Linked DNA regions of Capsicum annuum: region 2 is linked to region 1. The links are chromatin contacts, called in public Hi-C maps. All regions are on one chromosome and are shown on one strand. The core of a region is the stretch at or near the end of the contact, and the rest is flanking DNA. Distances in the headings are between cores, read along the strand shown.

Region 1 (4,330 bases), core at 1,806-4,305:
TAAGTCTGCCTTATACGCAAGAATTAGAACTTAGATATGTTGCTTATAAGGTAGATGTTCTAACTCTTGCCCATAAGAAAGACATTCAAGACATATCAAGATAATGAACCTGCACAATTGACAAATAGTCTTGCCTTATAGGCAAACGTTAGAACTTAATTGGTGGAAAAAGGCCGCACACTTTGGGTGACAAAAATTCAAGATCGAACACTTTGGGGATACTAGGCGTAATTTGCTTCCTGCTATATGCAAGGTCCTATGAAGGATCGAACTACAAGGGTTTATTGTACACAACCTTATCTTATATATTATTTTGACGGCTTGAACCCATGATCTCCTAGTCATAATAGATCAACTTTAACTGAATTTCTTTTTCTTTTTTTTTTCTTCTTAAAAGAAGTTTCTGAAATTACTGTTTTGTGTGTTTACCACACTGCTAAGTTGCTTAGCCCAAGAGACCTTTGAAAATTATATGTAACACTTGACTATCAGAATGTCGGATTCTTTTCACTTTTTAGAATGTGAAGGTTGGGCTCCTTCTCTCTATAATATTCCTCCTTAAATCATTTATACTGTTTTTCAATTTATTATTATTATTATTATTATTATTTTATAATCATAGTATTTGTGTCAGCTTTCGCATACTTCGATTTAATTTACAAGAAATTTGTCACCTCTCACTAATAATATAGATTCAGATAACTCTGTCCACCAATACTTGGATGGACGGGAAAAACCGCCAATATTTTTCCGTTTCCGTTTGTCAATCCCTTCATTAACTCCGCCTCTATTTTTTTTTTATTTTTTTAGTATCCAATATTGGTAGGTAAAGCCTACAATTTTAATTATTTATTTATATACTGCCATGCACAGCAGTACGGGGTCAGGAAGGGGGTGGGGTAGGAGTAGAGGAAAGCACACTAAGAATGTCTAATAAGGACTTTTCTTTAGTTTAATTCTTAATTTGGCTTTATTACTTTTTTTAGTATTATTTTATCTTAAACTTACACTATGTTACTCTTATGTAATACTATCCATGCATGTAAATAATAGAATTGAACATGTATTGGTACCTTATAATTTACCGATTCAAGCAGCAAAAACATCCTTTGAAATACACCCGCTCCCTAGCTAGCCCCATCTATTTTATAGTGGCCGAGCAGTAGTGAACGAAGCTCAATGAATCACCTTCATAAAAAAATTATATTGTATAAATGAAGGTTTATAACTTGTCGAGTCCTATGCGTGAGTCTCACTCGCGCCTACGTGGAAAGGTAATTCAATCATACGATGCCACATCGTTAAAAGAGCTGACTTGGAGAGATGTCATATTTGTGTAGTTTTGAATAGTTAAAGGTCATATTTGTGCACTGTCAAAGTTTTATTTTTTGTGTTAAAATGACGTCGTTTTTATTATTATTATTATTATTATTATTATTATTATTATTGTTATTATTATTATTATAATAATAAGAATTTTTTTTTTCTATAGTAGCAGCACCTATTTTTTTTAATTTTAAAAAATTATTATTATTATTTTATTTATTTCTATAGCAGCAACACCTAGATTTTTTTTAGTTAAAACAAAAAATATCCACTAGCAGGGATCGAACCCGCACAATAGGCTGAAGGAAGCGCCCAATAAAAGCAAATAACACCACTGGTCTATCTAAGCGCCTTGTTTCATGTGGTTCAACATTAATATACGTACATAAATATACATTTTCTAACTCATATATATACAACGTAATTTTTTTACCAAGGGGGTTCGGGTGAACCCCATGGAAACCACGTAGGTTCGCCCCTCGTTAATTTAATAACGTTAATTTAATAACATTTTAATTACGTTAATTTGATAACGTTAATTTAATATACTACTACTACTATTCTTAATAATATTAATTTAATAACGTTTTATTAAAACTATAATTTTTTTATTATAAGTATAGTTTCACCTTTAATTTAATATTCAAATAAATAATATTTGGATATATTATATAACTTAAATTCGTCCTCTGCTTTATAATATATATACATACCCGCTCGATTTTTTCATATAAGGCTGACCCGCCTAATTAATAAATCTTCAATATTGCTCTTTTTCCGCAATGACAAGAAATTAGATGCTATTTTCATCTTTGAGCCGAAAATAATGAAAAAATAATAGTGACGAGTCCTTTAAAGGTCATATTTGTGCAGTTTTAAATAGTTAAAGGTCATATTTGTGCACTGTCAAAGTTTAAGGTCATATTTGTGTATTATGCTCTTAGATTTTAAGCTGGACGCGCCCAGTTTTGCGTGTTGGACACACGTTTTGCCACGTAGGATTGGATGCCATATTTGTGCAGTTTTGAATAGTTAAAGGTTATATTTGTGCACTATCAAAATTTAAGATCAAAATTATAATTTGGTGTCAAGTTTACGATCATTTTTATGAATTAACTCTTTAACAAATGTAAATAAAGTGTTAGGGACACAATATAATTAACTCTTTAACTTTTCTCTATGTATCTTATTCCAAATTTATATCCCATAATATCACTACTTTACCTTGCATGCAACAGACAGATATGACAGCCACCACATTTTTCTCAATATACAGGATCGAAATCAGTCTTAAAAGGTGCGGGTTCAGCAGAACATAATAATTTTAGTTCAAACTTTATATTATATTAAAGAAATTGTATAATATGTATAAATAATTCCTCTAAAATCTCCTAAGCAAAAAAAAAAGAATTTATGATTCAGAACAAAAATTTGTGCTTCCACGAAAGCAAGTCGTGAAAGCAATCACTAATTTTTACATTAAATGAAATTATGGGAGTGTGACCTTTTCCTTAACCCAGCTAACGATAAAATGTTTTATGCATTGGACTGCCCCACCAAACAAAGTGGGGGCCGGGGTTGCAACTCAACAAGATTAATTTAATTTAACAAGAAAGCTTAAAGATTAAGAAAGTAAAGATATTACTACTATTATATACCCTGTCGAACTACTAAAAAGTAAAAAAAATACAAAAAAATGGGACTTGCAGTAAGAACAAACTAGGACCCAAATGAAATTAGTACTTGTTATGTAGTATATATATGCTACTACCATAAAGCCTTTCACTTTATTTTAGCTCCATTATTCTCATCCAAAATATTCCTCTCTTTCCTTTATCTTTCTTCCTTTCCTTTCCTTTCCTTTCCCTCTCTAAGTGTACTACTAGCATTTCTCCTCCACCTTCAATTTGATGTGATTCTCCACTAACATAAAACTTTACAAAAGAGAATTTTTATAGATCATATTCAAGAATTTGCTATGAATTTTTCTTCAATTCCATATCTTGATCCAGCCAACTGGCAACAGGTATGTTTTTTTAATGCTTCTATCAATGTTTCTTTGCTAAAAAAGCAAAAGAATTCGTTAAAGATAATATTCCTCTCAACTTTTATAATTTTTAAAAAATTCTTCCTTTTTTTCATCTTTAAATTTCTTGTATATACTTAGATATCTCATTTTCTTCCTTTTTTTTCAGCAAGGTGGAGGTAGCATCCAAAATCATCATCACCATCAACTTACATCACCACCATCTCAGACTGCACCACCGCCGCAAGTACCACCGCCTCCTCCCGTACCCCTGCAGCCTCATGGAGGTGGCGGTGGTGCAGGTACCATTAGGCCGGGCTCGATGGCTGATCGAGCCCGGATGGCTAACATACCTATGCCTGAGGCAGCCCTAAAATGCCCTAGATGTGATTCAACAAATACCAAGTTTTGTTACTTCAATAACTATAGTCTCTCACAGCCTAGACACTTTTGCAAGGCTTGTAAAAGGTAACTATTGTTGTTAACATAAATAAACTAGATTCATCTCTACGTACATAAATTTACCACTATAGTTTATGTACTACAAAAAATTATACTTAATTAAATATGATACATGTACTAGACTAGCTAAATGTTCAATTTATTTATTTTTATAAATACCTAACTATACCTAAGTTGAGATTTGTAAACAAACATACATTCTTCTACTCGTACTACGAAAAAAATGATTGATTGAGAGTATTCTTCCTAAGTCCTCTCCAAAATTTTCCAACAGGTACTGGACTAGAGGCGGCGCGCTGAGAAATGTCCCCGTGGGAGGGGGTTGCAGGAGGAACAAAAGAAGCAGCAACAGCAAAAGTGGTAACAACAACAATAATAATAATAATTCAAAATCTCCGGCTTCTAGCACGAGTACTGATGGTCGTCAAGCTACTAACAATTCGGGTTCTACAAGTACAATTTCATCACATAGCAACAGCTTTACCGGTCCAACATCAGCAGCTAGTTTATTAGGTC
Region 2 (4,231 bases), core at 1,073-3,572, 89 kb after region 1:
TTCTGAAAGCACTGTAGTGTATAGTGTGTAGTGGTCTGTTAAAAAGTAAAATCGTGAAGGAGAAGCTAGGAATCTTCTACTGTTATGTTGTTTGGAATTTTTTGGTAGGACCAAGGTGAGGACTACGGAGCCTTACCAACATATCCAAACATTTCATAAAGCAACTCTATATATATAGGTGCCCTTTTAAATATAGCATTTATCTTGAGTCGAATTTAGTTGCGGTAAGATTTCTATATATAATAACGCTGTTTACCGAGATGGAGTTAAAAAAACTTATTAAGAGGGTTCAAAATTTAAAAAAAAAAAAAAACTAATGGGGCTCAATATTTACTATATATATATATATAGTCAAATATAAATAATATATATAATTTTTTTATGAATGAACTCCCACCCAAAGGTTGGCTTCGCCCCTGATTGCTTGTCCCAATTTATTTTACTACTGTACATGTTATAGTGAAATATTATTATAAAAAATCTATAATACAGTAGTATAACATAAAACATGATTTGTAGTGAAATTTGTTATTAGATGAGTTGTTATATATAGAGATTTTACTGTACCTTTTTTAAAAAAGGGATTAAGTTGAGTCGGTTTGTTTTTAATTGGACTTGTATTTATTAAATTAAAAATAAAAAAGAGTCAAAATGTAGGATAAAAATCATCACTCGAAAGATTGATATAATTCCTATTTACGTATTGAAACGATAAGAGATGAACAAGGAATCATGATAATGGACTTGTCAGTTTTCATGAATTATAGATCCAATAATGTATATAATGGCAGGTATACGGTTCGTTTGATAGTTGATTAGAGTTGCGCATATATTAGTAATGAAGAAATTAATTATCACAATATTTATTATTTTATGTAATTATTATAAGTTATAAATGAATTTGTGTTATTCATGTATATATTTATAATTCTATGGATAAAATAATAGGTAGGTTCTCTCATATATATAATTTATATATATATTAGTTATGCGAGTTTTGAAAATTGTTGTAAATCAAATGTCATATTAACTTTATACATGAATAACTTACCTTAGATTCTAATCAACTACTAAATATGATATTACTTATATAAAATTTAATACATACAAAATTAACCTCCAAATTCAGCTACCAAACAACCCCTGAATACTGATTTTGGTTCACTACAATAGTGCTTAATTAGAGAATGATTAATCTCACAATTTGATTTTGGAAATGAGCTCTAAACGAAGTGGTAGATTGAGGACAATTGGACAAACTCAGAATCAATTGCAAAACTAATCACTGCTTTAGGAAGTCAAATATAATGGCTATTGGATTGTCTAAGATAGGAGCAATCATAGCCTATCTTTAAGATTTATTGTCATTTTGATCAAAACAAAAATTGATTAATTTTTATAAGTATTTTTGTAGAGTACTAGTTTGTATTTGGCAATTCAATTCAAAAGATTTTTTGGTTAATATTTTGGTTAATATTAGAGTACCAGTTTAGACCTAACCAATATTTCAAAAATGTTTTGGGTGAAAAAAAAATACTTTTCAAACTTTCAAAAAAATAGTCTCCACTACTATTCAAAATTACTTTTTTTTTTTTTTTTAGAAAGATGGCCAAACACCTCGTTCTCTAAAATAAATACTCCCTCTATTTCATAATAAATGAATTGTTGGATTTTGACACACAGATTAAGAAAAAAACATTAAAGATATAAATTTACACAACTTTTCATTTTTACCCAAAAAAAAAAATTAACCTTGTAATACCTTTTTCAAAAGTTAATTGGTTGTCAAATCATAAGGGTAAATTTGAAAAAAAAATCAATGATACACTTATTTTAAAACATTAATAAATACCCCAACAATTCACTTATTTCGAAACTAAGGAGTATCTTTTAAACATTTTTGCCTGCAAAAATTTGGCTCTTTGGAGGTTAGGTTTTATGTCCCCTTCTGGTAAGGAAGGGTCAAATATTAAATCATCCACAAACATTTAATTCGAAGTATTAGCTTCCTTAATTCATTTCACGACTTATCGCTCGTTCAGCACTTAATATACTAAAAGATTTAGGTTTTTAAAATTATAATTTAAGACCTCTTATTAGAAATAAAAGAATTCCTACGATTCCAATATCGCTCAATAACTAGTCTACACATTTTGATATTAAGATGTATAGTTATTCAGTAATATTGAGATGATCTGAATAACCTTGTCCCCTTAAAATTAGATGTCTTTTTTTTCTTTCACTCATGTATGGGCTGGGGCCCTGGTTGGGGGGTTGGTGGGGTGGGTGGGGGGGTGGGGGCTATGGAGGTCTATCAAAGACATAATTTGGAAAGTAAGATAGCATCCTATGTAACATCTTTTTCATCTTCTAAAGAGAGCTAGCCTTGACCACAACAGCACTTTTAAGATTTTCCTCTTTGTTTCTTTTTAATTCTGTGTGGATTTTTCTTTTCAGATAAATTCCATGGCTTTCCTAATATAGTACCTAACAATCATTTGGGTTATCGATCTGCGTTTTGGCAGAGAGGTAAGTAATCATTCATAATTAAAGATTTCGAATTCGAGTTATATTGAATATAGAGTCACATCAATTAGAAAGTATTATATTTTTACCTCCAATTTGGAATTTTCCAATGCGGTTGGAGAATTAGTCTGGTCCAAATATGACCGGCCGGCACCGAGTGGGAAAAAAATCATATGGGTTAGCAAAAAATTTAAAGGATTAAAATTGTTAAGTGATACTTAAACTATTCCGAATCTACTACAAGGAAAAAAAAGGGAACCAGTTTTGTTATTTTCTCTAGTTAATAAGATCACAAGTACTCGTTTTACTTTTTAAATTCCTTATGCAGTCAAATAAATTCACATAAATTTAAGAGACTATGCTTAATTTTTGTGGCCAAGAGCCAAGATTAAGGTGTAATTTTATAAATTTCATATGATAGTGATAGTCCATAAACCTATCGTACAATTATTTAGAGATGAAGAAGCAAGACCCACCTTCATAAAGTGGTTAAAAGGTTCTCTCTAATTTTGGGTGGGTGGGTGGGTGGTTTCATATTCTTCCAATTTGAACTTTTGAAAAATCTGCCATACCCAAATTGAGGAAAATTTGTTGAATCCCACATAGATGGGCTTTGGGAAATTTTGATCTCCCGGTTATGGGCAATACTCCTCTCGTGAGTTTATTTTGGGGATTGAGTTAAAACTCTAGTCCAACATTTATTTCTTTATTATGGTATCAGATTCAAGTCCAACCAAATTTATTGTTTCATCCAATATTGCCCCAACCCACTCCCCATCTCCCCATCATCTTATATTATATTGTCTGCTCTCTTGGGGAGAGGGTTACGTTGAGTCCCACATTGGTGGGCTTCCGGAAATTTTTAAGTTTCCTTCTATTATCATTAGACAATCCTTCCCTCATGATTAGTCTTGATGATTAAATTAGGTCCAATATTCATTTCTTTATTATGGTTAAGAGTTAGCCTAGCTCAATTCATTGTTTTATTTGAAGTTGGCCCCATATTATATTGCATATGCTCCAGATGTTCAGTTCTACGCATACAAAGAGATAGGTTAAGTCCCACATCAATGGGCTTTAGGAAATTTGATCTTCTCGTATTTTGGACAATTCTTCTCTCATAAACTAGCTAGTTTTTAGAATTAAATTAATCTCGGATCCATTTTCTTATGAAAAAACAATTATCAATCTATAACTCAAAAACAATTAGTATTATTTCAGTGGGAAATTAAAATCTTATTAAAATGAAATAAAAAATACAATGCATACATGCATGCACAGTACAAATAAATATATACTAATAGGACAATTTCTGCCTCAACAATGTCGAGAGTCCAAGCTAGTGCATACACCACAAAATCTTGATATGATCAGTTTAAATATCAGATATTTCTCACATCATAGTATGTTATAACTTGTAACTATGAAAAAAAGGTCAAAAATACTTTTATCATATATATAAAAAAACTTTGCTTATAAATATCTTCCTTTCACCTTTTGATCAAATAATATGTATTTTTTTAACTCCAAAGTACCTCTCAAACTCCTAAACCTAATGACCTTTTGCGATTTAAAATTGCCGTTTGACCTATTATAATTCAACACATGTAACTCTTAATTTAAAAATTAAATCCACCCTTTTCTTAAATTCAAACAGGCCTTCTCTGGTTTAGACCGTTAGTTTGAGGGGTATTCGTGAACCGAC

The links. A called contact is a pair of places that touch in the nucleus more often than the background predicts.
Region 2: a Hi-C map of bud shows a contact between it and region 1, with 2.2 times the contacts expected there. The contact joins the enhancer-like site here to the promoter of LOC107843007 in region 1. A contact is called at or near these places in 4 of 5 Hi-C or Micro-C datasets (bud, leaf and placenta).

The regions. Positions count from the first base shown.
Region 1 is chr9:25,736,716-25,741,045 of UCD10Xv1.1, forward strand. It overlaps LOC107843007 (dof zinc finger protein DOF2.4), which reads left to right and starts at 3,056. Exons shown (of 4, transcript XM_016687126.2): 1 at 3,056-3,352; 2 at 3,522-3,820; 3 at 4,089-4,330. The coding sequence starts at 3,305.
Region 2 is chr9:25,826,094-25,830,324 of UCD10Xv1.1, forward strand. No RefSeq gene overlaps it. Among protein-coding and RNA genes, the nearest start is that of LOC107843007, 88 kb to the left of the region's middle. Within about 2 kb of position 2,323, at least 3 of the 5 cell types and tissues checked have an H3K27ac peak or open chromatin away from gene starts, as enhancers often do. A contact at or near this core is called in bud and leaf, where this site is marked.